5 separate regions of the Mus musculus genome follow, and regions 2, 3, 4 and 5 are each linked to region 1. Evidence: chromatin contacts called from public Hi-C, HiChIP or PLAC-seq and promoter capture Hi-C data. All regions are on one chromosome and are shown on one strand. Each heading gives the region's core, a stretch centred on a gene start, on an enhancer-like site or on the middle of the called end of the contact. The rest is flanking DNA. Distances are from core to core; before and after follow the strand shown.

Region 1 (2,700 bases), core at 5-2,504:
CTTACTGTTTTCCAAGCTATCCTGGAACTCCTGGAGGCCAGGTGGTGTGGCCTCTTCTGAGGCCTGGGCTTGCTCAGTTCTTGGAAACAGAGATTTATGTCTAGTCTCCTGAACTGCCAATGTGAAGCCTGTCATGGAGTCAGCCTGTCTCAGTTATACAGAACAAAGCAAGTAAGCTTCTAGATGTATCCAGTAGGAGTAGGTTAAGGAGGGAGGCTCCAAAGTAAAGGTCAGGCCTTCTCATCCTGGACCATGTATTCTAAGGGCTCCCTCTAGTGATTACAGATATAAACAAGATAAAAAGAACACGGATAGGTGGATGTGGGAGCTTGTATCTGCAACAGTACTCAGTAGGCTGAGGGGGGAGGATTGTCTCAAAGTGAGATTCTATCAAAGGAAAAACAGGAGAAGCCATACATAAAAGTCAGTTTTAGCCAGAGGCTCTGGAGTAACGCAGAGCTTGTGCTATCCTGTGAAAGATGTGTCATGGAACTGCTTTTAAAACCATGAGTCCATTCCCAATCGGCCTTTCCCTTTCTCCTTGCCCCAATAAACCTCTTCGGTAAGATCTGTTGCATCATATGACTTCATAGTGTTCCTTGGCTTCAATCCGCCATGCTGCTGTTCTAAAACTATTATAGTGACCATGTTGTCACTATAATCCCGACCACTGATGTGTTCTAATCATAACTCGCAGTCATATTAATATGGATGATTTTGATGGGTCTACAAAGAATATAGAGATAAGGGCATCCCGTGGCAATTGCACAGATTTATTTATTTCGGTTTTTCCGGCCATATTTGGGACACACAAGGTATTCAAAATGCTTGCCACCCAAATGAACGAATGCTTTCGGAATAGATTTCAAGTTCTGTTTTACGATGCTTCAGAGTACTTGGTGGTGAGCTGCAGCCCAACGCTGTAAGCTTTGGTAAGGCTGGGACCTGAGCTCCCGGCTGTGTCGGCTTTAGAACCGGAACTGAAGAATGTCTGGCTGATCCAGACTACAGGGAGAAAACCATTAAGGGGCAGTATGGCCTCAGATAAACCGACGCAGAAACCTGGGAGAGGGCTGTCCAAAAAGAAGAATAAAAGCCTGGAGGGGTGGGGGGGGTGGGGAGCTACCACCGCAAAGGATGATGGGAAGCGGTAATCGTCTCCTTCCTTCCAACCCGCCCCCGTACTGAGGAGCGCTGACGTCACGCACGCCGCCGGCATGCCCCGCCCCTGGGCTGGCTCACGTAACTGAGGGTGGAGCCACAAAGCGATTTGTGGGAGTCGGAATCATGGCGGGCTTGGTTGACTTCCAGGACGAGGAGCAGGTGAAGTCCTTCCTGGAGAACATGGAGGTGGAGTGTCACTACCAATGCTACCGCGAGAAGGACCCGGAGGGTGAGCGCCAACTGCGCAGCCTGGGACATAGGGGAGGGGAGCGAGCGTGGGGTGCAGTCGTGGTCACGTGGCGGGCCGAGGACGCCTAAGGACCGGGTCAGGGTCACTACGGGCCTGTGGGCGGGAAGTTGTAGTGCATCGGGGGCGGGGCCTGCAGCGGAGGGCGGAGCCCTCAGGCTAGATGCTGTGTAGTCAAGTTTAGGGTGCTAGGACTGGAGGTGTGAGGGTGAAGTAGAACCTCGGTGTACATGTCTTTGAGGGAATCATTTAACATGCAGGAAATAAATGAAATATATGCTAGTAGTAAATGCGAGCCAGAATTGGTTGGCATCTTGCACCTGTAATTCTAGCGTTCGGGAGGCTGAGGAAGGAGGATCACTTAGAACTCAGGAGTTAAGGACTAGCCTGAACTACATAGCAAAACCCGGCCCAAAAAAAGAATTGGAGAGGGAGATTGGAGTGGTGGTCCAGTAATTAGGAGCCCATTTAAAGTTCTAGGAGATCCAATGCCTCTGGCCTCTGCTGCCACCACACCACATGCTCGTATACACACATCCATAATTTAAAATAATAAAAATTAAATCTTTTTTTTTTTGAGACTGTCATTATGTAGCCTTGACTGGCCTAGAACTTACAGTGTAGGCCACGCTAGCCTTGGACTCAGAACTGCTTCCTCTATCTTCTGAGTTTTTGGCATGAGCCACAGGCCTGTTAACAAATTAATAAATTAATTAATTTGTTGAGGTGTTATTCTTTGTGTAGTCCTGACTGTCCTTCTGTTGATCAGGCTAGCCTGAAACTAAGATATCTGCAAGCTTCTGTTTCTCAAGTGCTAGAAGGTGTGGGCTGCCACCATCCAGCACAAAATTTTAAAAAAAAATTTTTTTTTTGTTTTAGTTTTTTCGAGGGAAAAAAAAGTTTTTTTAAGGTAAGTGAAATGTGATAAAAAGAACTGAGTGAAGGGCACTGCCCAATGACATGGCTTTTGAATAAAGCTTTGAAGGAGGAAAGGAACCATTGTAAGTCTTTGCCAGGCAGAGGTAATAAAAGGTCAGAAATTGACTATATTTATTTATTTATTATATGTAAGTACACTGTAGCTGTCTTCAGACACTCCAGAAGAGAGCATCAGATTTCATTACAGATGGTTGTGAGCCACCATGTGGTTGCTGGGATTTGAACTCAGGACCTTTGGAAGAGTAGTCGGTTTCCTTAACCACTGAGCCATCTCACCAGCCCCAGAAATGGACTCTTATGTGCAGTGAGGAGGTGGAGTGTATGAGTGACCAGTGCCCAAACAAGTGTCC
Region 2 (2,700 bases), core at 168-2,667, 300 kb before region 1:
CGTCAGGGTTCCAATAAGTCATGATCAACACTCTTTGTATGGCTCCAACAAGCCTACAGGTGCCACCTCCTACCCAGGATTCAGACGGAAGGGACAAAGAGTAGCTCTCATGGTGCACAGGTCATTGACTCTGACATCTGACACTTCTTACCTTACACACCGAAGACTGGGCCAAGGGCTCCGAGAGTGTACGGAAGGGGGCAGAAGCCCCAGACCAGTCATTGATGACTTTTTCCAGAGCAGCCCGGGCCCTTCCCAGTGGTGTTCGCCCTGTGAGCCCGGGATCTGGTCATTTGGGCTTTTCCAGGGCAAAAGGGAGAGGTGGAGAAGGAAAGGCCTACCCAGGGGTCTGCCCAGCAGACCAGGTGCCTCTTCGTGCCAGGCAGAGCGCGGTTGCACCTCCCCCAGCAGACATGCAGGCTGCTAATGCTCATCCTCCTGCCACCTCTTGCACACCTGCATCCTAGCCTGGGCGACAGCCCTCCCTGCACGCCTTCTTCAGCAGCAGCTGCCTCCCAACCCGGGGCCCCAGCACTGGAATCCCAAGCCGACCCCACCCCCTTCTTCCACCTGACTGCAGGTCAGCTATTCCAACTCACCCATCCCGGTCCACCCCAACCCCCACCCTGCACCAGGCTGATAGTGGTTCTGAGACCCACACAACCTGGGGACGACCGTGCTCCTTGCCCTGTCCCTTTCTGTGTTCCGCTGGAAGCAGCTGCCTAGACGGAATGGTCGGAGTGCAGTGCCCTGTGTTAGTTAGACTGCACCTAAACTGCCGAAACCAAGTTCCGCTGCTTGACTGTGCGCCTCACCTGCCCTGGCTCCCTGGGGACTGATATCTGCCTTTCTGTGCTTGTTTCTGTATGTAAAGAGGTCGGTGTTGGACTCGGTGAAGCCCCCGACAAACTGACGTGAAAAGACGCAGGATGCCCTGGGTCCCAGTTCTCGGTGCAGAGGTTCAGGCCCCTTCCCAGTTCCACCTGCCCCCACAGTCCCTGTCACCCGCCCGTGTGCCTCCACCTCCCCTCCCCATCCGCTCGCAGATTCTTTCCAGATGTGCGCAGCGGGAGGAGCCCGAAGGCAGGGACTGAATATCGAGTAAAAAAAGGGTCCCCTGCCCCTTGCTCCGGATCCCGCAGGGGGGCCGCCACCCCATATGGAGGTGTGCCTAACCGTGCCCCTTGCGCGGGGTCCGCCCGACAGGGTGGGATACGGCGATCCTCCCCTATCGCGGCTGTGGCAGTGGGAGCACGGCGGGATGTCAGAGAGAGCTGCCCGGGCGCAGCCGGTGGCCCGTGGTCCCTCGGCTCACCGGCTGCCCGCGTCCTACCTGCCGCTGCGCGCCGCGCCGTGGGCGGAACAGGCTCGCGGGTGTCCGCTGCGCTCCGCGGGCGCCGGCTCCTGTCATTCAAGTCGAGCCGTGGGCGCAGCGAGCCAAGTTTTGTTGTGGGTTCTCTCTCCCCGCCTCTCCCCCGGCCCCCGCCCCGCGTGCATCTGCCGGACGCCGGCCTCTCCCGACACAGGCGCAGGGTCCCGCTGGGCGCCGAGAGGGAGGGCCGAGCCCACGGCGCCGGGCTTGGCGGGGGGCCCACTTCCCGGGAGCTCGCGCCGCCGCCCCGGCCGGCCGCAGCACCACGCCCCCAACACCGGGTGCCTCCAGCGCACCACCTCCGCCTGCCAGCCTGCGGGCTGGGACCGCACCCAGGCAGGCCCCCCGCACCTGAGGAGAACCGAGAGGGCTCCTTCCTTCCAGTTCCTCCGCGCTCAGCTTCTTCCTCAAGGAGTTTGCAACCTTCCCGGGCACAAGTACCTTCCCTGTTCCCTCTCCCACCCTAGGGTCCGGAGCATGGCTAATGCTGCGTCAGCCAAGACCCTTCTGGACCCCTTCCTGTCAAAATTCCTCCTTCTCCTCCCCACCATCCACCCTCACTCCACTGGCCCTGGGCCCACAACTTGGTGAACCTTGAAGGAGAGTTAAACTGGACCGGAGTCTTCAAGCACACAGGTTCTAGTCGCGGAGAAAGCAAGGGACTGAGCAGGGAGCACTCCATATTGCTCCCAGGAGCTGAAAATGGTTCCAAGCACAGGCACATTAAGTACTAGCAGCTGAAGCAACACTGTTTGGCGCCAAGGGCTTCGTGGTGGAAAGGCGGGTGAGACTGGGTTTGGGTGCTACTTGGCACCTCTGCTGTGAAACAAACCTGTCTTCTACGTGCTGTGGCCTTTGGGCAGGACCTACTTGGCTCTCGGAGAGGGATAAAGATAATAAATCAAATGTGGAACCACTTGGCCACCTAAACTGCCGAGACCCTAAAGGGCTCTGGTTAAAGTGGCTGCAGACCTTTCCCTCCTGTGCTGCCAGGCAGTCAGTTTATATCTCCATGCATTAGTCTCTAGTCCTTACAGCCCTGCAAAGGAAGATTATTTCCCCATCTAATAAGTAAGGATGTGGCCTGTGCTTGGCTGCGTAACTAACATCATCATTCGGAGCTGGGGTTCTGGCCCATCTACCCATTGCAAAAGTCGTCTGTGATGCAAACAGGCAGGTAGGTAGGGATAGAGCCTGTGTTTGAACCCACAGCCATCTGTTTCCATTACCCATCACTGAAGAACTTAACACGAATGGGAAAGGGAAATATTTTGCCTTCTTTGGCCTCAAATTCCAATCTTCTCTGAGCTCAAACTTGAAAGTTGGTA
Region 3 (2,700 bases), core at 50-2,549, 270 kb after region 1:
CCTTGGATTATCAAAAAACATCTAAAAGAAGAGCAGCCTTCTCTGAGACCACCTCGCCTCCTAAAAAGCCTAATAAACCTCGTGAAATCAAGCCCTCTTCAGCTTTGGAAACTCGAGTTAAAAATGGACAAACTCAACCTTTTTGTGCCAAAAGTAGTGTGGTTCTGAGAGCCCGGAACCCAGCTATGACGACCACAAAGCTTGGTGTGGACAACACACTTAGCCCTATCAGGAATGGGTTGAGATCTTCAGTGGTGCCCTCTGGGGGTCTGACACCAGTATACATTAGGAGGTAAGCAGGAGTGTTGCCCCCTGTCATGGTTAGGGGGTATGCAGGAGTGTTGCCCCCTGTCATGGTTAGGAGGTATGCAGGAGCGTTGCCCCATCGTGAGCTACTTGAGATACGTTATGTGGTGAGAAAAGAGTGCTGCAGAGAGACACGTACTAGCCTCGTCTAACCAGACTGAGGATCTTTCCTAAGGTTTCACAACAGAGCTCTAGGAAGTTATGCTCCATGTCTCTGGCCTTGGGAATGTGTTCTTGGAGTTTGGGTGTGGTAGCGTACACCTGTAATCAGGAGGCAGAGGCAGGACTAGCATGAATTCAACGTTAGCCTGAACTACATAGTGACATTATCTCCAAAAAGAAAGACATGCTTTTCTTTTCCAACGTCATTTGAAAATACTGATACTTGTTTCTGGAACTATACTGCTTCATTCACAGTCCTGGATTTCATGTGTTTCCTGTGACTCTTTGGCACAATTTAATGATCACTTTGTTTTCCTCTTCTTTTTTTGGTTTTTGGAGACAGGATTTCTCTGTCTAGCCCTGGCTGTCCTGGAACTCACTCTGTAGACCAGGCTGGCCTCAAACTCAGAAATCCACCTGCCTCTGCCTCCCATGTGCTGGGATTAAAGGCGTGCACTAGCATGCCCAGCCCGATCATTTTGTTTTCTATCAAGTTGGTTTTTGATTTTTATTTTTTTAACCTGGAATCTACTATTAAATATAGTATAAAAAAAAAAAGATAAATCTAGGACAAGCTTTATAGTTTGGCACTTGAGTAGATAATTGTAAGCTTAGATTTTTTTCAAAACCTACTTTATTTAGGATTCCTAAATGCTTCAACCTTCACTTCTAGCCCACTGACCACAGAGGTAGTGGACAAAGAAGGTTAACGGGAAAAGGACGTTGTGGATCTGTTTAGAAGTAGTGCCTTGAGGGTGATCACACTGTTCGTTGTCAGTCCACTTCAATAGCAAACACCAAACACTAAATCAGTAGCAGCACCATGAGTCATGGATGTGGCCAGAATCAGCTGCAATACTACAGGAAGTTCTTTAATGAGTTTCTCTCTACAAAGTAAAGACCAGTCAAGCATTGCACGGGGTAGCAGTGCAAGAGTGTCCTCTGAAATTCTATTTATATGTGGATTCTATTTATGTTCTTTCTAAACATCAGGGGCCCTCTTACAGACAGCTTCCAGAAAGACATTACATGCCACAACTGAGTTGTTTAAAAAAAAAAAAAAAAGAAAAGAAAAGAAAATTTCCACTTCAGATAATGTTGTATAATAAAAATTTGACAGACCACAAATAGCATGATTTTCAATGTTTTCTTAAGTAGAAATTTCTAGCACCTTGCTCATAATAAGTTACTCAATACATATTTTATACTGAGTGTATTTCTGCTAACTTTGAGACTTTGTAAACATGACAAATAAAAAAGGGACAAAATCTTTTGATGGTTAGTCCATCTTGTTCTATGATAGCAGTGTGATAAGTCTGACTTAAATGATGTGTTAAAATTTTGGATCTTAGCCTCACATGGTGGCACACGCCTTTAATCCCAGCACTCGGGAGGCTGAGGCAGAGGCAGGCGGATTTCTGAGTTCAAGGCCAGCCTGGTCTACAAAGTGAGTTCCAGGACAGCCAGGGCTATACAGAGAAACCCTGTCTCAAAAAACCAAAAAAAAAAAAGATCTCTTTTATAAGTTTGTTAGCAAAGTTTGATGAACTCTTGCCAAGGTTAGTATAAAAAGACTAGAAGCCAGTGAGACCTAACTATCTCCAGCACATACTTTGGATCCTTGCTTCCCGAAATGCCTTCCTATAACTCTGATGTGATACCTTGCAGGAAGGCAAAAGAACAAGAAACTCACAAAGAACCCATCCGTACTTCTCGTGTCCATAGAAAGAGTTCTCTCTTGACTTTGAAGCGGATTAGGCAACAGCTTTGGTAAGACTGCCCATTAAAAAGCAACAACCTTGCTCCCTTCTGTGATAGCGTCCTGTACCTCCCTTAATGTCACTTCTATTTGAAGGCCAGTACATTGATACTCACACTTTCACCTAGCATTTTGTACAAGTGTCATAGTCTGAAAGGGACTAGAAATGTTGACCTGGCCTTGTGGCTCCTTGGCTCATGCCTGGTGTTTCAGCAAGACCGGGAATGTGGAATGCCTGAAAGCATTAATTTTGATTTTAATAGACCTTTTTGAATTTGAGCTTCTGATGCTGAATTTTGGGAAGATGAACATTTCTAATACTTATTTTCTCATGAATAAAATAGGGAATATATTTTGTTGAGGGATTTAGTGGAATATGTAATGCCTATATCAGAAATGAAACAAATTCCATATCTCCTGGTGGTGGGATAGGCTGGAATACCTCTAAAGCACACTTTATGCAGTGATTAAGG
Region 4 (2,700 bases), core at 164-2,663, 340 kb before region 1:
TGCCAACCTGAATATTGATGTGGAAGCCAGGTGGGGTGCATAGGCAGCCTTCCTCTTCATCAGGAACCTGGCAGACAAGACCTCCCTTCCCCCACCCCTGCAGATTGAAACAGGCTGGGAGCCAGGCCAGCTCCCCGCCATCTCTGTAAGCTAATGTCTCTAATCACCTCAATCTCTTGATCCCCAATCCCTGGACACTCGGTAGTGAACCAGATGGCTTGGGAGGGAGTTGTAGGCCACTGGGCTCCCATCCTCCCTGGGGTTCCTCCTTGGGGCCTTTTACTGGGGCATTGCTAGGAGCACCTACCTAAGCATGGAGTGGGACAGACATGGCTTTTGTCCCTACCCTAAGTCAGGAGGAGTATTTGAAGTCATGTCTATAGGACTGGCTTTTCTGTCTGTAAGTCTTGTTCTAACATCCCATAGCTGGTCAACTTCGCTGTACTTGATTACTCCCTCAGACGGCAGGCTCACCAACAACAACCTACAGGCTGCAGCTATGGACAAGGCAGAACTCTGAGAGCTGAACTGAGAAGGGATTGCATGGGCTGGATCACATGGCAGTCATTATCATCCCAAAGTAGGCCTTAGACCAGAACCAAGAAACAGTGGGCAGAAGGGTCAGGAACTCTGCTCCAATCTTGGTTCTAAAACTTACTTCCTGAGTAGCCTGGCCAGGCGTCTTTCACCCTGAGCTCCATTGTCCCTATGTCAACCCAGAGCCTTCTCAGTATGGTAGCCACTAGGCTATCAAGTACTTGATATACAGCTAGTACATATACTGATTTATTGATTAATTTTAATTAAAATGTAAAGCCTGTGGAAGCATAAAAATTTCACATTGATTATGCATGGCAATAGTTTGGATATAGCAGGTTAAAGTATTATTAAATAGATTTCATATTTCCTCCTCCTCCTCCTCCTCCTCCTCCTCCTCCTCCTCCTCCTCCTCCTTCTTCTTCTTCTTCTTCTTCTCCTTTTCCTCCTTCTCTTTCTTCTCCTCCCCTCCTCTCCTCCTTCTCCTCCTTCTCCTTCTTCTCCTTCTCCTCCTTCTCCTTCTTCCCCTCCTCCTCCTCCTCTTCCTCCTCCTCTTCTTCTCTTTTCTTTTCTTTTTTCTTTGAGACAGGGTCTCACACTGTGGTCTGAGCTGTCTTGGCCTTTTTTAACTTTGTAAAATTAACTAAGAGGCAAGGGGCACAGGCCCTTGCCTATAATTCCAGTACTTGGGAAGTCAAGGGAGGAGATTCCAAAGAGCTTGGGGGCAGCTTCTAAAAAAACTAGTCAACTATTAGTAAATCTAAATGATGAGGAGTGGGTGCCCGGCATCGGGGTTCCTCAGGGTGTCGCTGACTCACAAGGCTGATGAACTGTGAGCGAGTGATATGCAGATCTTTGGGGAACTGAGAGCTCCTGGTAAACCGCAGCTCTATGGCTGCCAGGCAGGGTGTCTGGGCTATGTCTTTCATCACAAGCTCCATTCTGGGTGTAAGAGAGAAATCAGAGAAATAGAAAAAGCCACAGAACCCTCAGATCGTGACTGTGTTTGCATTTCCTCCTGGCTTCCCACAGCTAGGTGTCCACGGTGGTTCCTCAGGAAATCGGGCTCTCATGACACCCTGCACACAATCCTGCAAGTCAGAGAGGAGTCTATTTCCCAGGAGGTTCTGGGGCTCCCTGTTGTTAAATCACTTTTCCACTTTACATTACATTAGGACTGTCTTCATAGTGACAAGTCTGCCCTTTTGGTGGCTGCATAGCACAGTGGTGTATAGACATCTTTGTAGCCATTCTTGGCTACTTTATGGGTTCTTCCTTCTTCCACCCTTCTACATCCCCTTTCTTCCACCCTTTCAACCCCATAATACTAGAGAGAATAGAAAAAATAGAGAGGAAAGGAAAGAGATCCCTGTATAAAGTCAGGAATCAGAAAGGGGGTGATATTATAGTGAGACAACTTTCTGCAGACTGGGGCATCCAGTTCCTTGGCGGGGGGGGGGGGGGGCAGTTTGAGCCTTGCTGTCAGGATATCTAATTATTTCTTCTTCTTCTTCTTCTTCTTCTTCTTCTTCTTCTTCTTCTTCTTCTTCTTCTTCTTCTTCTTCTTCTTCTTCTTCTTCTTTTTCTTCTTCTTCTTCTTCTTCTTCTTCTTCTTCTTCTTCTTCTTCTTCTTCTTCTTCTTCTTCTTCTTCTTCTTCTTCTTCTCCTTCTCTTCCTCCTCCTCCTTCTCTTCTTCTTCCTCTTCTTCCTCATCCCCCTCTTCTTCTTTCCACATGACTACTTAACAAACCAAAACTAACAGTGACCAACAATGCATTTATATACCCTCTGAAAAGTCCCCAGAATTCCAAATGTCACACAATTGTAGAAACTATCTACTGCTGGCAAAATCAGACCCCTGCTAGAGCACGAGGCAAATCATAGTCAGCTGCCATGGAAAGTCTGAAGCAGCCTCATACCCCACACCTGAGATTAAAACAAAAACATGGTCTTATAATATTTACTGAGGTGGGGTTGGGTTTTTTTTGTTTGTTTTGGGGGGGTGTTTGTTTGTTTGTCTTTTAGAAACCAAAACTCCAAAATTGTTGCTACACATCTTTTCATCTTAGGACCAAAAATTTAGCTTCTGCCCATTTCAGAGGCTTCAGGAGATGCACAAATCACCCTGGAAATCCCCCTGCCTCAAACCTTGGGAATGTTTCA
Region 5 (2,700 bases), core at 178-2,677, 280 kb before region 1:
TGGCCTCACCTGGCAAAGTCCCTCTTTGTTCCCATAAAGCAGTGGCTCACTGCTCCAGAATCCACACCAACTCCTCTCCCACTAAACCTAAGCGCAATTACAGCGAAACACTCCCGGAGGGCGCTCTCCCCTCCAGGACCTCCTGAATTACCTGTCAGTACCGCAACCCACATCAGCATCACACCTCTTCTCGGCACAGCCCCCAGGTCCCCTCAGTCATATGCTCCTGGCTCCCACCCTCAAGCACCCACTTTGGTCTCTGCCATCCAAGCTGTCACTCGGACCGTGATGACACCACCTCACTGCTCATGTTCTCTCTGCCCTGCTCACACGCTTTCCAGTTCATTGGGCCTATTGCAGCTTAGATGTGAAGTGTTGGCAGCTCCTGCGGAAAAGGCTTCAGTCCCAGCTGGTGGCACTGAGAGGTGGCAGGGCTCCCGGTGCTCTGGCGTAACCGAATTTTTCAAGGAAGAGTTTGAAGCTGAATGGGAGCTAGGGGCAGGGCCTGATTGGAGGAAGTCATTCACTGAAGGGTACAATGTGTTCCTGGTCCCCTCCGGGCTCTGGCTCCTGGCTGACACAGGTGAGCAGCTTTTCTCTCTCACACTGCCCCCACCTGATGTTTTTCCTCACCTCTCGACATGCCCAGATACAATGGAGCCAGCTGCTTCTGAAAACTGTGAGCCAGAACAAAACTTTGCTCTTTGCTTCATAGTCCTCCCAGCACTGAAAGCTGACTCATGCAGCCACAGGCATAGTTCATCCTCTAAAACACAGCTCGTCCTCTGTAAATCTGAGGCCAGCCTGGTCTACTGAGTGAAGTCCAGGACAGCCAGGGCTACACAGAGAAACACTTGAAATATATCAAATACCTTTCAAAGTTCTTATCATGACAATTTTTTTTTTTAGTTTATAAAGTAATTGCCTTATGTGTATGAGTGTTTGGGCTGCACATGTTTGTGCACATGTGCTTATTGTCTGCAGAGGTAAAAATAAGACTGTCTACTGCCTTGAAACTGGAGTTATGAACAGTTATGAGCTACCATCAAGGTATGGGGATTGAACCTGATCGATCCCTCTGCAAGAATTCTCTTAACCTCTGAGCCATCTCTCCGACCATCTAGCATGGCATATTAAACTATTTAGTAAGTTGATCCCAGCCCTTCATCTTTCTAAACTATACCAGGCCCTGCCTGGCAAGAGAAACCCACCAGCGCAATATGGCCACTGTAGCAGGTGCTAATTGTTCCTTCCTTTATGCCCTGTTCGTGTTTCTGAGGGCCAACATGTGTTAGGTGATGCTTGAAGCTCTGGGGCTGCAGCAGTGACCTAACAGATAAAAAGCTCTGCCTTCATAGAATGCATTCTCATAGGGGGTGGGGTGGTGTGGGGGAGGGGAGCAGCAAATAATGAGAGCGATAAGTGCTACAGAGAAGAGTCAGGCAGAAAGCAACAGCCAGCATGGTCAGGGAAGGGCTCGCCGAGGAGGAGACTTCTGGACGGAGATCAGGTGATGAAGCTATCTGGTGAAGACAATCCAAGGCAGACAGAGCAGACAGGTCTCCCAAATGAGAACGCCCCGTGCTGAAATGAGCAGGGAGGCCAAGCAAGTGAGCAAGTGAGGGAGAGCACGGCAGGGCAGGCTGGCCAGATCATACGTTTCTCCATAGAAACCCTGATTCTACTACTTGGGGAAGGAGGCAGGCTTTGAGCAGAGATGGATGCAGATCTGCCTGGTTTTAATCATCAGAATGCAGTGTGAAGAACTGAGGGACAAGGACAGGAGAGAGAGACCCAAAGCTCAGATCCACTGGGACATAGTAGAAACCAGGATTTAACGGTGAGTTAGATTATGGACTATGGAGTATGAGAAAAAGGAGCCAAGGATGACCTCAGAGCTTTTTGGACTGAGGAACTAAGAAAACAACTTCCTGAGAAGAGGGCAGATCACGGTAAAACATACTTTAAGGGGAGAGAGGGGCCCAGAGCTCTGTTTCACACATACCTCTAAGATATGTTACAGGTTGCCATGGTTTAATGCGTCCTCTAACACAACTGAAATCTAGTTTCTGGTATAGCCGTATTAAGTGGCAAAGCCTTTTAAAGGGGCTAAGGGCCACAAAGGCTTTGCCCTCAGCAATAGATTGATTCCATTTCCTCAGGCACAGGCTCCTGAGAAATGGAAGGGTTCAGCTCTTATCCTGCCCCCCTGTCTGGCCACTTCTCCTTCCCTCCACTGCCCCAGAACACAGTAACAAAGCTCTCACCCCAGATGCGGCCTCTGGTGGGGTCCTAGCCTCTGAGACTGGGAACCAACTAAACTTAGCATGTCTCTAATTTCCCCACTCTGCGATATTTTTGTTATAGAGGTAGAAAGACAGGTGTCCTCATATACGTGTCAGCTAAACAGCTATGCAGCCACTTGAGAATCCAGTGGTGGGCCCGTACAGAACACAAAAACCTGGGAGTCATCAGCAAACTGTTTTTAAGACTCGAGGATACATGAGATCCCCGGGGAGTGAAAGAACCAGAGCTAAGCCTTGCAACACCCCAATGCCTAGAACTGAGGAGATGAAGGACTTACCAAGACAAGCCCAAATGTGCAGCCAGTCAATAAAAAACCCTGCACATGCGATATGGAGGCTGGAATTAACCACTGCGTCTAGCGAAGTGGCAATTACTAAGGACCTCGGCAAGAAC

Evidence for each region. Promoter capture Hi-C pulls out the DNA fragments that hold promoters and counts their contacts. Hi-C and Micro-C count contacts between places; a contact is called where the count stands out from the background. HiChIP or PLAC-seq counts read pairs in DNA pulled down with a chosen protein or histone mark.
Region 2: a contact with region 1 is called in a promoter capture Hi-C map of 3T3-L1-derived adipocytes, with 4 times the contacts expected there. The contact joins the promoter of Podn here to the promoter of Coa7 in region 1. A contact is called at or near these places in 8 of 39 promoter capture datasets (the 3T3-L1 cell line, 3T3-L1-derived adipocytes, the HPC-7 cell line and 5 more), 2 of 484 Hi-C or Micro-C datasets (embryonic stem cells and liver) and 2 of 115 datasets of contacts at active chromatin or transcription factors (craniofacial prominence and embryonic stem cells).
Region 3: a contact with region 1 is called in an H3K27ac HiChIP or PLAC-seq map of trophoblast stem cells, with 10 read pairs. The contact joins the enhancer-like site here to the promoter of Coa7 in region 1. A contact is called at or near these places in 7 of 39 promoter capture datasets (the C10 cell line, the HPC-7 cell line, cranial neural crest and 4 more), 5 of 484 Hi-C or Micro-C datasets (CD8 T cells, the HPC-7 cell line, bone marrow-derived macrophages and 2 more), 11 of 115 datasets of contacts at active chromatin or transcription factors (the 230-238 cell line, the HPC-7 cell line, double positive thymocytes and 5 more) and 4 of 9 other capture datasets (adipose tissue, embryonic stem cells, liver and 1 more).
Region 4: a Hi-C map of the MNK3 cell line shows a contact between it and region 1, with 3 times the contacts expected there. The contact joins the enhancer-like site here to the promoter of Coa7 in region 1. A contact is called at or near these places in 3 of 39 promoter capture datasets (the 3T3-L1 cell line, cranial neural crest and stem cell-derived epiblast-like cells), 1 of 15 datasets of contacts at CTCF or cohesin (pro-B cells), 4 of 484 Hi-C or Micro-C datasets (the Ba/F3 cell line, the MNK3 cell line, conventional dendritic cells and 1 more), 2 of 115 datasets of contacts at active chromatin or transcription factors (T-cell acute lymphoblastic leukemia and large pre-B cells) and 2 of 9 other capture datasets (embryonic stem cells and macrophages).
Region 5: an H3K27ac HiChIP or PLAC-seq map of extraembryonic endoderm stem cells shows a contact between it and region 1. The contact joins the enhancer-like site here to the promoter of Coa7 in region 1. A contact is called at or near these places in 3 of 39 promoter capture datasets (the 3T3-L1 cell line, cranial neural crest and hippocampal neurons), 9 of 484 Hi-C or Micro-C datasets (the G1E-ER4 cell line, brown adipocytes, cerebellum and 4 more), 2 of 115 datasets of contacts at active chromatin or transcription factors (embryonic stem cells and extraembryonic endoderm stem cells) and 1 of 9 other capture datasets (macrophages).

Annotation. Positions count from the first base shown.
Region 1 is chr4:108,326,898-108,329,597 of GRCm38.p6, forward strand. It overlaps Coa7 (cytochrome c oxidase assembly factor 7), which reads left to right and starts at 1,255. Exons shown (of 3, transcript NM_027250.4): 1 at 1,255-1,393. The coding sequence starts at 1,288.
Region 2 is chr4:108,030,537-108,033,236 of GRCm38.p6, forward strand. It overlaps Podn (podocan), which reads right to left and starts at 1,418. Exons shown (of 13, transcript NM_172874.4): 1 at 1,334-1,418.
Region 3 is chr4:108,597,187-108,599,886 of GRCm38.p6, forward strand. Orc1 (origin recognition complex, subunit 1) reads left to right here. Exons shown (of 17, transcript NM_011015.2): 6 at 1-292; 7 at 2,137-2,238. Among named protein-coding and RNA genes, the nearest start is that of Orc1, 19 kb to the left of the region's middle. Within about 2 kb of position 1,300, at least 12 of the 459 cell types and tissues checked have an H3K27ac peak or open chromatin away from gene starts, as enhancers often do. A contact at or near this core is called in the 230-238 cell line, bone marrow-derived macrophages and trophoblast stem cells, where this site is marked.
Region 4 is chr4:107,987,703-107,990,402 of GRCm38.p6, forward strand. The region is part of intron 2 of Slc1a7 (solute carrier family 1 (glutamate transporter), member 7); the gene reads left to right. Among named protein-coding and RNA genes, the nearest start is that of Slc1a7, 21 kb to the left of the region's middle. Within about 2 kb of position 1,414, at least 60 of the 459 cell types and tissues checked have an H3K27ac peak or open chromatin away from gene starts, as enhancers often do. A contact at or near this core is called in the MNK3 cell line, where this site is marked.
Region 5 is chr4:108,051,459-108,054,158 of GRCm38.p6, forward strand. The region is part of intron 14 of Scp2 (sterol carrier protein 2, liver); the gene reads right to left. Among named protein-coding and RNA genes, the nearest start is that of Gm23354, 11 kb to the left of the region's middle. Within about 2 kb of position 1,428, at least 41 of the 459 cell types and tissues checked have an H3K27ac peak or open chromatin away from gene starts, as enhancers often do. A contact at or near this core is called in cerebellum and extraembryonic endoderm stem cells, where this site is marked.